2 separate regions of the Anas platyrhynchos genome follow, and region 1 is linked to region 2. The links are chromatin contacts, called in public Hi-C maps. All regions are on one chromosome and are shown on one strand. Each heading gives the region's core, a stretch centred on a gene start, on an enhancer-like site or on the middle of the called end of the contact. The rest is flanking DNA. Distances are from core to core; before and after follow the strand shown.

The links. A called contact is a pair of places that touch in the nucleus more often than the background predicts.
Region 1: a contact with region 2 is called in a Hi-C map of small yellow follicle, with 1.9 times the contacts expected there. The contact joins the promoter of CDKL5 here to the enhancer-like site in region 2. A contact is called at or near these places in 3 of 8 Hi-C or Micro-C datasets (F5 follicle, small yellow follicle and subcutaneous adipose tissue).

What each region holds. Positions count from the first base shown.
Region 1 is chr1:127,305,781-127,312,750 of IASCAAS_PekinDuck_T2T, forward strand. CDKL5 (cyclin dependent kinase like 5) reads right to left here and starts at 3,134. Exons shown (of 18, transcript XM_072028940.1): 1 at 2,996-3,134.
Region 2 is chr1:127,242,749-127,249,225 of IASCAAS_PekinDuck_T2T, forward strand. All of the region lies in intron 3 of CDKL5 (cyclin dependent kinase like 5), which reads right to left. Among named protein-coding and RNA genes, the nearest start is that of CDKL5, 63 kb to the right of the region's middle. Within about 2 kb of position 4,128, at least 4 of the 8 cell types and tissues checked have an H3K27ac peak or open chromatin away from gene starts, as enhancers often do. A contact at or near this core is called in F5 follicle and small yellow follicle, where this site is marked.

The sequences.
Region 1 (6,970 bases), core at 1,884-4,383, 62 kb after region 2:
AACAATAGAAAACTGGATCTCATTGCACTAAAGCTAGAATTAAAAGCTTCTGGAGACCTAAACATTCCAGCATCACAGTCAAGCGTTATGGAAAGTCATCGTGTATTAACTGTAACTGTTTATTCCATGCACATTTTCCTCATTTTAAGAGGAATAAAGTCCAACGCAATGGATTATTTTCAATTCCACTGCACCTAGACATAACTTAGGTGCCAGCCCTTTGGATGAAGAGAGAAGCAGAGCACAACTCTGACTTGAAAGCCCGTACATTCAGGTGGTTATTCTTGCTGAAAATAACCCAGGGACACAGGCAAGGCAGCTCTTGGCAGGCTAGCTTATTCCTACAGGGTTCTCATGGTTGCCTCAGAGAAGGGAAGAAAAAAAGAAAACGTGGGCAGCTGTGCGCACCCACAATGTTCCTACAGCAGCAAAGTTTAAGGCACGCAGAACCTTTTAAATTTATTTTGGCCCCTTGTGGTGCTTTCAGGATAATTATGAATTATTTCACTATCTTATTTAGCACAGTCATAGAGAAATACACTGAGATTGTCATGTAATATACTGAGATTGTCACATAAACAACAACAACAAAAAGCTTAGGCTTTTTATCTAGGTGGACACACCAGCATTGTGAACATCCACAAGATCAACATTTCTCCTTCATTGATATTTAATATTATTAAACTGGGCAGACTCAGCAAGAGGGCTGATGTTCTAATAAGTACACCCAGAAAGCCATTATGTATTGTTTTAATACTCATTTTAATTTATAGCGTGAAATTAATTCTCCCTGCTTCTGATGCAGAAAGCTGTTATTACTATTCACAAACAAATCCCTTTGCACCAAGACATGAAGGTACAACCCTTGAATTGTCTGGTAAAACAAACAGAGGTGGAAGAGAACAAAGAGTGGCCTTCAAGACAGAATTCTGCATTCAGAAACAGGAAATAAACTCTATTCCTCATTATATCCCATACATTCTTTAGCTATAGCACATCACTGGCCATTCTCTCGCCTTGATCTCCTGATGTGGAAATTAAGATGAAAGCCTAGAGCTGTTCAGCTTAGCTCATGAATGTAGTGCTAAAATTCTCTAAAATCCTCAAAAATAAGTTATGACAAATGCACGCCATTCTTGTTCTGTTCACATGATGAGCACATAGAGCCTTCACACACCTTCCACATCAGCCCATTTTCAGAGCAGATCCACGTTTGTGCTCTGCTCTGATTAACCACGGATGCTCCAAAAAAAATCTCATAAATACGAGCTCATACCTTGTCCAGAATTTAAGTAATACCTAGGAAAACTGCTGTTTTTTCTATCTTCCAGATGTCTACTGCTGAGCATTGTGTGTTCCAGAGAGCACGCTAACGCTTACACGCGCATGGTTTTCGAGAGCGTCCATATATAGGCAGCATTATAAATAGCTATTTTTATAATGGAGGAGAACTGGCTTTTCATATAGGAGAGAGAGCCTCCTGCATATAGAAATTGTTCTCTTATTCCACCTTGTTCTTGCAGCCTCAGCTCGCCTCCCACTCACACAGCCCTGCTGCACACAACAGAAATAGCCACTGCCAGTGTCAAACCGCGCTAGTACTACAGCTAACTGGACCAGCTCTCCAATAATAGTTTCCAACAGGCTAACCCAAACCTCTTTATTATAAAGACATTTTCTTCACAGCAACCGTGCATTTTTTTAATGTTTTCCTGTGGCTATTTCACTGCAGAAAGACTTATGAAATTGATATTCTCGAGGGCTTTGTTAAGAGTGCAGAGCTACAGTAAACATTTCAATACCTGAACCTCAAAGGGCATTTTCTCCTCATTATTTTTGGGCTAAACTAGAAGGATCCACGTAGAGCGTTAAAACAGAACTGCAATTTCTTTGTTTAAACACCTCCAGCTTTAAGAAACGAGGCAGAATGTACCACCTGCAACGCTAACAGGTTTGATAAAACTGATTGCAAAGTGAGACAAAAGGAAGGAAGCAAAATGAACTTCTGGGTTTAGATTTGGTTTTGGAGGCTGACACGATAAAAATACCTGACATGGAGCAACACCGTATATCAGATTCGCTGAAGCTGTTGACGTTCCAATAACGCTGGCCGTGAGATGTAATACTTGGAAGTGAGATGTAATATGTATATATTAAACGTGTGTGGTTTTAAGCGATGCTGGCTGCTCTCAGCCGCAGGTCTCAGCCCTGACAGCAAGGAGCCCAAGCAGCCCTAGGTGCAAGACACGGGTGTAGCACTCGCATCTTGCAGCAAGCGATCGCTGCTGCTTCTACGCTGCCCCTTTCCTCCTCGCTCCTTCCCCCAGCCTCGCATGCAGTGCAGCTCCCCTGCACCTCAGCAACACCCAAGGCACCTCAGCATCGCCACGACCCCCACACAACCCTGAGCAAAAGCCGCATTTTGGGGGGAAACCCTGACAAATAAGGCTGGGAGGGGGCTCCCAGAGGTGTCCTCTGCCCCATACCCATCCACAGGCACCCCAATTAAGGGGATTAAGGGGGGGGGGGGGTTCCCCATCCCCATCCCCAAATTGAGCCATTTCCCACAGGCTGCCCCCAGCTGCGTGGGCGCGATGGCAGCAGGCGATACACCTCCGCCGCTCGGTCCACCTATTAAAATGGCGCTCCGTGCTCCTACTCCGGGCAGGTAGATTTTATATATATATAAAAATAGCCTTTTTTTCATTTTTTTTTATTTTTTTTTTATTTTTCCCCCCTCCTCTCCTCCCTGCCGCACGCACAAAAGCAGCCCAGCCCCTCCAACGGCTCTGGCTGAGGCGTTGAGCGGCCGTTTAACGGCCGGGGCGTTACCCCCAACACCCCCCCCAATTTTGGGGGAAAAAATCCCCCCAACGCCCCCCGGGGATGGCGAACGGCAGCGGGCAGCGCCGCTCAGCTCCAGCCACGGAGCCACTACCCCGGCAGCCGGCGGGGCTGGCAGCCGGCAGCTCGCTCCCCCAGCCCGCACCCCTACCTCGCTCCGGTTCCGCTCCGGATCGGCGCCGGCTCCGCCGCTCCCCTCACAGCCCCGCCGCCGCCGCCGCCGCCGCCCCTTGGCCGCGCTCCCCCCGCCTCTCAACGCAAGCCGCTAGCCGCCCCGCCCCGCCCCCGCGCCCGGATTGACGGCTCGCTCCACCAATAGCAGGGCGGGGAGCCGGTCCCAAGCCCCGCCCTCTGTAAATTTCCACCAATGGGAGCTGGCCGTCAGCCTGCCACCGCTGCCGCCGCCTCTCCCCTCAGCCTTCCCGGCAGGCTCGGGTGGCGGGCGGCTGCCGGGCAACGGCCGCGGGGCCGGGCTGGGGACGGGGGACAACGGACAGGGGACAGGGACAAGGGACAAGGACAAGGGACAGGGACAGGGCTGGGGACGTGGACAAGTGACAAGTGACAGGGACAAGTGACAGGGGCAGGAACAGGGGCAGCAGTGATCCCAGCATCCTTACCCATAATCATAACTCAAAAATTTAAATTGAATTTAAATAAAGATATAACCCTACTGACTAAATGTAATAAGTGTGCTACCCGTGTTCGCACTCTGTACATCACCAACGCCTGTTGTGGTCCTTAATCGCTCCCCTCCGCCTGTGCTGGCTCCAGGACGGGAGGCAGTGGTGCTACCGGTTACAAACGAAGATAAACGACTTAACGCTCAAAAATAACGAACTGAGCTTCCGGTGACATATGCTAGCAATTAAAGCAATTTTATTTTTTTCTCTTCTATGCGTGTGTCTCGTCGTTTTCATGTGAGGCCAGATTGTAAGCGACGTGGTGGTGCGTGTCGAGTTCCTGTGAGAACAAGGAGACAGGAGCGTGGCTGTGGCAAAGTCTGAGGGGATTTTTTTGTTAAAACTCCACAAAAACCATTTTATTTTCCTACAGTGCTTCTCACAAGTAACCATATTCACACACTGACATGCTGTTGTTACTATTTTTACTGAGAGCTGCCTGGGTTTGGGTGTTTCTCACAATAAGCTGCGTGATAGAGCGGATAAAATGCTTTGTAAGAAACCTTCGTCTTGAGCTCTGCTTTAACAAGGCCAAAGTTTACATGCCAGAAATCAGATATCACAGCCCACTTGTCTTCTGGGTTTCTTCAATATATTCATAATAACATTGTTCTCCCTCGCCTTGTGGTTATGACAGAAATGTCAGAGCACAACAGCTCTTTGTTTACTGCCTCCAAGAGCTCGAGGCTCATTTCACGCAGCCAAAAAGACGGAATTTTCTAAGGTGAACCCTTGCCAATCAGGCATGGGTGTGGAGCTCAAGCCCCTTTCTTCTGACATGTGTCATGGTCTATAATGAAGGTTTTCTTGTGAGAAGCTGGGCTAGACTCCACCAAGTCACTAAAATAGGAAAAATGACTCTGAATATATGATATATATGAATATAAATATCATATATATATTATATATAGAGAGAGAGAGTCATAATATATATATGACTCTGAATACAAATAAGAAGTGGGTCTCATTCATAATAAGATGCTGTTTTTAGGCATTTTTCCTATACAAAGGAGAGGAAAATGCCCAAGTTTGGACCACCTAAGTGTCACTTTTTCAGGGACTCCAGATTGGGGCATGGAGTGATCGAGGCCAGAGACAAATGCATGAAGAAGGCAGCCAGATTGCCCCGGTTCCTTCTTTGGTCCCACAGGCGCTAGCTGGCTTCGTGTCAGGTTGGCCATCCCACACAGATCGGAGCGGTCTGATCCATTCTGCTGGAAATGGCGTGAAGTGCCAGGCACGTGCCTCCTCGAGGAGCCTGCACGGGTCACTGCACCAGCGGCAGGCATACTGGATCGATGGCTACACGACATTACACAGCCTCGGCAGCAAGGGGCTGCTCACCAGCTGCATCCCTGCCACGCCACTGGCACTTGCAGCCAGGTGATGGACGCAAGCATCGATGGGCGTACGGGGAGAGGCATGAGGATATCAAGTGGGCAGCACTGGCCGTACAGCCCCGACAGGTGTAAACATAAATGCACGGAGCAAAAGGGGAGCGGAGCATTTTAGAGGAGTTTTTACACAGAAAAAAAAAAAAAATATCAATGGGAGTTTTGCCTAGCTGGAAAGTGGAGAAATTGGCACACAGATAGGAGCAGATTATTCATTATTCTTGCTTGCAGTGACATTTCATTACATACAGAAGAAACAAAAACCGTGAAGAAGTGAATAGATATTGTTTCTTTCCTAGGGTCTTGAGAGAAAACAATGCAACAAAAGGGAGTGATGCTGCTTTTATTATTACTCTCTACAAACTGGCTGTTGCTTTCCCAGGAACTATGCTCTCAGTTGAGCAAGCAGTAATTTAAAGAGTGTTTTGCCACAAATTTCCTATGCAGCATTGCATATTTAATAGGTGCAATAAAGGCTGACAGTCACAATTCTCAGGTGGTAGAGTTTGCTGTAACTGCGCTGACATCCTTTCACAAAGCTTTTCTTGAAATGTGTATTTTAAAATGTGTAATTTGCCAGTATTGCTCTTGAATGGGATCATTTCATTTCAAACACTGGGCTCACGATCAAAGAGTTATGGCTTTGTTCCTCTGCGTGATCATTTCCACGCAAGTTCTGCAAACTGATTTTTTCCTCCTCCGTTTGGTGGGTGCTGCAACCATCCTCCACCAACTTGGCAAGTGGGGCGCTCCCCAGGATCTGCCTGCTATGCATGTTTGTGGGGATTCAGCAGGGATGTAGGTTTTCTGGGCAGCCCCGTGGCAGAATTGCCCAGCTCTTCCAAACCCAACAGAGCCCTTCGGTAGGGGGGAAGTCACGTAAGCAATGGTGCCAGTCTGTAAGAAATAGTTTTAGTGTCGTGTTCAAGAAGGCTTGTTAAGGCTATGAAAAGTACCAGAGATCTAGAACTTACCTAATCTGCCTCTTAGTTTATAAATAGGCTTACAGTGCTTAGCCACCTGCTGTATACTCCTCTTATGCATTACCACTGCCCTTTCTTCTGGCTTCCTAAACGTATGTGGGTAGATTGCGAGATACGCATTCTGCTTTTGCAGAGCCGGGACTCAGCCTAATTATAACCCGCAAGATCAGGATGTGACTGTTTTGACTTGCAGAAGCAAAGAGGAATAAATGAGCTGTTGACATTTAATTTGTTTGGATATTCTGAACTGGGTCCACTTTTTATCGTAATTTATTGTGTTTATGACAGTGCTGATACCTGATGAAAACCACCCGTGTGTGCAAACCATCATTTGCATTGTATTTGCTGATGAAATAAGGTGGCTCTTATCAGACGCTTCTGTTGTTCTTTTATGAGTCTGAAGTCAATGTGTTTTTATAACTTCTCAATGACAAGAAAATAGTACACAGAGCAAAGTTAAATAATGTTTCTTTCCAGCCTACTGTAATTTAGACAATCTGACATTTCAAAGAACCATACATCTTTATTTCCATAATAATGACCAGTTATGGTTAATGGATTTCATTCACCCTAATATGTCTTACCGTGTGTAATAGGCACCTTCAGTGTGCACGTAGGTAGCTTTGCCCACGAGGTGTTTCCTCCCTGAGCATAATGCATGGTTTTATATCAGCATTTGGTTGGAGCAAGAAATGGGGAAGATGGCATGACTACAAGGCAGCTTTCTGTTGTAGAGGTCTGCGCCTTGAGTGCTGAGGGCAATTCCTGTATGTCTAGCCCCATCAGTGTTGCAGTCCTTGATTCACCTCCAAATAATGGCACAGACACACATTGTTACAGTCCCATAGATCACGTCTTACTTCACCCCTTTCCTCCCATCATGTTCAGGTGTCCCTAGTAATGGTGTCAGGATGAAAACAGTAGGCTAGATCACACATTTTCCATATTTTCTTATTTTCCAGTGACTGTTTTCTGAAAATCACTTGTTTTCAGAGCTCTCTGAACTCTCCATAAACTGTTTCCCAGAGCATGCCCCCCTCTCATTAAACTTAAATACTCTATTTTC
Region 2 (6,477 bases), core at 2,878-5,377:
CTACTATGCTGATGATAGTGGTTAGCACTGAAACTTTTCTTGTTCCAAATGGTTTTTCATATTTATTCACATTTCTCCAAGCAAGAAAATAAGCATGTATTCCCAAAGAATCTGTACAACAGTATAATGAAAAGGATCTGGAAGAAAAAGGCGGCTTTTAAATACTATAAATGCAGCTATTTTTTCTTTTCATGGTAAACCAGTATTATTGCAGCAGTTTTTGTTTCAAAATAATCTGGGCTTCATTTTGTCCTATTGTAGCACTACAGTAGCACTAATCCCTATCATTTTACAATTTGACAGCATTGTTTAATCCCAACCATAGATGTAAAACGGAACCCAAATTCAGTACGGAGCTGTAAAGTTTCTCTGATACTGAAAAATCAGTAGTCATTTAAGGTTCAAATCCCAATCTTCTTCCAGTTCTACTTTTTTTTTCCTGGTAAGTCTGGAAATTGTGAAAAAAATGGGTAATAAAAATAAAGCTATTTATAAATAGGTTAACACTACACTGGGCAATGACTAGGATATTTAATTACTTTTTATAATGTTATCTTAATACTTGGAATACAAGTGATAATGAAGAAGGGAAAAAAAAACAGTAAGACAAGCTGTACTCTCTTTATGGCTTTCTTTAAGATACTGCTGCTGCCATAAATGCAGAGAACATCAGGATGGATGTAAATACACTATTTTCATAATTATTTGTTCTTTGTAATGTACCAAACCTTCCTTGAGCACCTGATAACTCAAGAGTAGGTAAACATATTCGTATTGGAAAGTTTTTTGAAACAAACATCAATATGAAAGTCTTATCTGACTCTTCAGTTTTATTTTTTCAGCTTTGAGCATCGAATCTGTATGATTGGCTGAACTTCTGAAGTTTACTTAGCACAGTTCAAGCTTTAATTCTGAGATCTTTACTTGTGCAAGTGATACAGTCTATTTTCTTCTGCCAAACATTTTTTATCTGGCACTTTCACATTTTAAGTATTTGGCCAGACATTAAGACTATTCTTATCAAGAGTTGGACAGGCATTTTTCTTTTAACCTGTTTAAAAAAACATCTACTGTGAACCAAGACAGGCTTGTCAAGCAGGTTTCTTAGGCTGAAACTCTTCAGTCAGAATCCAGTTTCAGATTTAAGACATCTGAATTCAGGTATGTGCATGGAGCTAGGTGTTCAAACTTCGACTACAATCAGCAGAGCTGGAGAGTCACTCCAGACAAGATCCTGTAACCCTAAACATCAGCATTTGAGATTTCCTAGGTATCTAGGTATACCTTTCATCTCCCCTAGTAGCATGAATTGAACTCTCTGTTCCTTGATGAGCCATCCACTCACTGCAGCAGAATTTTATACACTTGTACAGGTGCACACATACATACCTGAATTTCTATCTTAATCATGTCAACTGTCTACGTCTACTACCCGTGGGAACATATGAAAAGAAAATGAAGTCCCATATTCATCTTAAGTATGCACAGGTGTCCTGGTTTTGGCTGGAAGACCGTTTTCTTCATAGTAGCTGGTATGGTGCTCTGTTTTGGATTTGTGATGAAAGCAATGGTGATAACACATCAGTATTTTAGCTGCTGCAGAGCAGTGCTTACACTAAGCCAAGGACGTTTCAGCTTCTCACACCGCCTTGCAAGCAAGCAGGCTAGGATGCAAAAGAAGCTGGGAGGAGACACAGCCAGGACAGCTGACCCAAACTGGCCAAAGGGATGTCCCACACCACAGGGTGTCATGCTCAGCTATGGAACTGGGAGGAGTTGGCTAGGGGTGAGCTGCAATTACTTGGGGACAGGCTGGGCATCATTTGGCTGGTGGTGAGTAATTGTGTTGGCACCAACTTTTTCTCCCCTCCCCTCCCTCTTCTTTCTTTCCCATTAAACTGTCTTCATCACAACCCACGAGTTCTCACATTTTACATTTTTCAATTCCCTCCCCTCATCCTACTGGGGAGGGAGGGAGGGAGCAGACTGCTCGGTGGTGTTTAGCTGCCTGCTGGGTTAAACCACACTGTGAAATGTAGGGAAAATTGCATTTGGATTTTCCAGTCATGAGTAAAATCAGTTGAAATACTGTTAAAATAATAGTTAAAACAAACTTTCTCTTTTCATCAGACACCTCTCAATCTGCACAGCCTTTCAGTGAATCAAGAGATGCCCTGCTGCAAGGACTCAGTACCTTCAGATGCTGCCCATCTGGTCCCATGAAATTGTACGGTTTATCTCAAGTAATTCCTGACTCAATCCTCACCCACTGCTGATAATTCATCTCCTTCCTCAACCCCTTCACTAAGCATAGAAGCAAAGTTGGCACCAAGCACCTCCGACGTATCTGGGTCTGCTGTCACTGAATTGCCAGCCCCACTTAGTAGTGGGTCCACACTTTCCTTGTTCTGCCAACCTAGCAACAGATGTGCTTCTTGCTGCCCTTGCAAATCTCAGCTTCAGCTGAGCTCTGGCTTTCCTGACACCACCCAGATGCACCCAATCAATGTTGCTATATTCCCCCTTTTCAGTCTATCCTTGATTCCACCTCCTGTATACTTTTTTTTCCCCCCTCTTGGAGCTCCATCATGAACTCCCTGCTCAGCCAAGTCAGCCTGCTGATCAGTCTACCTATTTTCCTGAGCACCAGGATGGACTGTTCATATGCTCAGAGGATGCTGTTAAAGGACTGTGAGCTTTCCCTTGCCTTTTAAGCTGCCTTCCATGAGCTCCCCACCAACTAGTTTCTTGAATACTCTGTTCAAGGTCTGTGCTCTGTTACCTTCTGCCTCAGTTCACTCACGAAATTTGAATGAGAAATACCACCTCTGTTTTCTAACCTCAATTCTTTGGCTACTTCTTCCTCTACACAACTACAGCAAGTTGTTTGTTGTTGTTGTTTTTTTTTCCCCCAACAATACTATGGCATTTAGGAAAAGCTATCTTTTGCTCTTTTCTCTTTCCCTACCCCAACAAAACATGAGACATACTTGCTGACTACACTATGCTCTTATCAAAGCCAAATTCTAGGGCAACTTTCTAACAGAGGAAGTTCTATAGGTACAAATAGGTACTACACTTGTCCTCATTTTTTAACTAGTTTTAGTATCATAAGGTAGGATTATTTTTCTTGATATTTCATTGATCGTTCCTCCTCACTTCCAAGTCTCTCCATGAGCCTGATGGATGTTACCCATAAATCCTAAATCAATGCTCTTTCCTAGTTCCCTTTTAATTTAGCTTATTTTATTTGTTTTTAATTTCCAGTCTACATATCAAAATGGGTTTAAATGGACATCTTCATTTCTTCTCAGAGTGTCTACACTCAAGTTCATACAGAAAGAAGGGCTTAAGGGCTTTTCTTCTCCAGGATCAGACAGACTGCACATTCTTTGGCCAATAAGGGAGAAATTCTTGTCTCTTAACAATATTGCCATTCTGCTCTGCCAAGCATTTAAAACTGCATTCCTTTGAGAGACTGTTTCTTCTTTATAGAACAGTATCTAGGATTCAAATTCAATCCAAATTTCTTTAAAAAGGACAGCTAACAAAATTTATACCTCAAACATACACTGGTTTTACTGATCACTGTCGCAGAGGTTGGAGGAACCACAGAGCTGCCTCTGAACAAGGTGTATGGTAATGTAAATGTACGTGAGGAAATAAAGGAAACTGCACCCAAGGAAGACTTCTGTCACTACTAAACATGAGGAAAAAACTGTAATTACTCAGACTTCTTCATAAAAATAGCATTTCTAAGATTCCAGTTTTGGAGCTTAATTGAGAAAGAAGCTTGTGGATTCACTTCAGGTCATTTCTGCAGAGTCCAAGGACTTCTCTCTATGTATTTTTATTTTTTAATCTCAAAAAGGAAAAGTTTAAACATCTCACCAGCTCCAGGAACATTTAAGAAGTTTGTTGTTTTTTAATTTTTTTTTTTAAATCTATTCTTACAAAAATTACCCCCTACCAGTAAGACTATCTAATACACAACTCTTAGATGTTGCAAACACATACGCGTGCACTTTTGAGCCAGAAAAAAAGCTATCATGCAGACTTTATGATCGTGGTGAAAGGTTGCCCAAATATGACAAAAGAATAACTCTTGGCAAAAGGGGAAGGTCTCATCATCTTTATTATGTCTGTCTGAGATAATTTTCTTCTGAGTGGCTGGCGTGGTGCTGTGCTTTGGATTTAGGATGAGAATAACGCTGATAACACACTGATGTTTTACTTGTTGCAGAGCAGAGCTTACTGTAAGGCAAGCACTTTTCAGCTTCTTGTGCTGCCCTGCCAGCAAGGAGGCTGGGGGTGCATCAGGAGCTGGGATGGGACACAGCCAGGACAGCTGGCCCGAGTGACCAAAGGGATATCCCGTACCATATGGTGTCATGCTTGCTCAGCAATTAAACTGGGGGGGTTGGCCACACTGCTGCTCAGGGACAGACTGGGAATGAGTTGGCATGTGGTGAGCAATTGCATTGTGCATCACTTGGTTTGTATATATATTTTCCCCTCTTTTTCTGTCCTATTAAACTGTCTTCATCTCATCCCCTGAGTTTTACCTTTTTTCCTATTCTCTCCCTAGTCCCACTAGAGGGAAGTGAACAAATGGCTCAGTGCTTAGCTGCCTGCTGTGGTTAAACCACAGCATCCCCAAATGTGGAAACAACAGGTGGAGAGAGGAGGGTAAAAGAAAATGCAGAATGAAGATCTGACAGCCAGGGAACACAGCAACTAAATAGTCTAGGAAGAGCAGGCAGAAAAATGCAGACTGAAAACAGATTAGAAGACAGCTGAGAAAAGGAAATGGGACTCAGAAATTAGTATACAAATAAGATAATAAATCTGTGAACATCTACAATTTTACTGGAATCCACCTTTACTGAAAGCAAAGGAATGGGCGAATTCAGAAATAGCTACAAACCCACTGAAACCACAGATGAGTCCCATTCCACAGAGTCCTGGTATGTGCAGAGGATGAAGGCAACAGGCTACCAGCTACACCATATCAAATACTAGAAGCTGACAGCTGTGTGACAATTGCGTGGGTCTCCATATGGTGCTCTATGATGAATTTTGTATTTGAGGAGTCTGGAAAATTATGTGCAAAAAAGTAAGTTTATCACAGCATACATAAGCAAGGCAGTATTTGAGGGGAAAAGGTAACGTTCTTTTATTAGAACTGCTGGTATACACGCGAAAGAAACTGAAGCCCTTCTTCAGGTCCAAAATAGAAAACGCAATCTCCCAAGCTAAATTTAAACGGAGAACAAGTATGCTCTGTGTTTAAAAAGACCCAATACATCTAGAGCAAACCTCAAACATTTCCAAAGTACAGTCTATCTTGCTAAGAGTTATGTACCCAGTATGTGCGATCAAGGCTTTCCCCACAGCTAGTGAAAGCAGGGGAAGGAGAGAAGATTCGGCCAAAAGGTTGCCAATTTTACCCAGATGGTATGAATTGCTTTTTGGGGGCTGGAGTCTCAATTTACATAACTGATCTCCCTCGTTTACATAAGACCTACGCACTGAAACAGTGGGTGAGATTAATTCCACCCAAGCTACTTGACTTTGCAACCCTTCTGTCTCTGGATGCTTTATTTTTTCCACACACGTACAAACACACATTTTTACAGTACAGTTAGAAATAAAGTGATTAACCTCAGATATATTACCTCCTCTGTATCAGGAGTTGCTGGGTTTCACTGCTACACACCACAGACCACTGGATTGTATTTGCAATATACAAGCTAGTAATACAAATAAAGTATTCCCAACTGTGCTACTGAAGTAAGAACATCTCCATTGCCAATGCAACCGTACAGCATCAATTCTCACATCCCACAAGGCAATCTGGCACAGCTAGCAGCAAGACCAGAATTTCTGAAGCTCACCCATCTTCTTTAACTTGCATATTGGACAATACAGCACACGTTCTCCAATGAGTATGTGCATAAAGCTATAAATATCTCCTCTAGAAGCTTTCTATTTCTTTTTCCCAGTATAATAGAAGGTATTACCTGAGATCAATAAAGCTTTAAATAACAGGCAAAGACAGCCCCATTGGAAGTAGCTATTTTTCTTACATTAAGATTCCAGGAGGATGTTACAGGTTAAGATCCTCGAATAAGACCTCAAATATTTATGTGAAAGGTTGTCATAAAAAAAAATAAATAAAAAAAATTGGATTCAGAATGTATGTTATATATTGATGTCCCAGAGCTGTACTTCTCTGAATACCAAGGCACTGTAAGATTGATCTAAATGGACATGGAAGAACAAGTAACAATTAGAGGAGCTTTGGAAACTTTTACTCCCCAAGGAATTCAAACCTTTCACTTTGTAAAATTACTTGTTAATATTTAAAAACAATACTGTTACTTCATATTTGATTAAGGAGAAACAAAACATTTAAGATTATTAAAGAAAAAACAAAAGCTAACTAAAGTTGTACAAATAAGCTTGAAGCTGCAC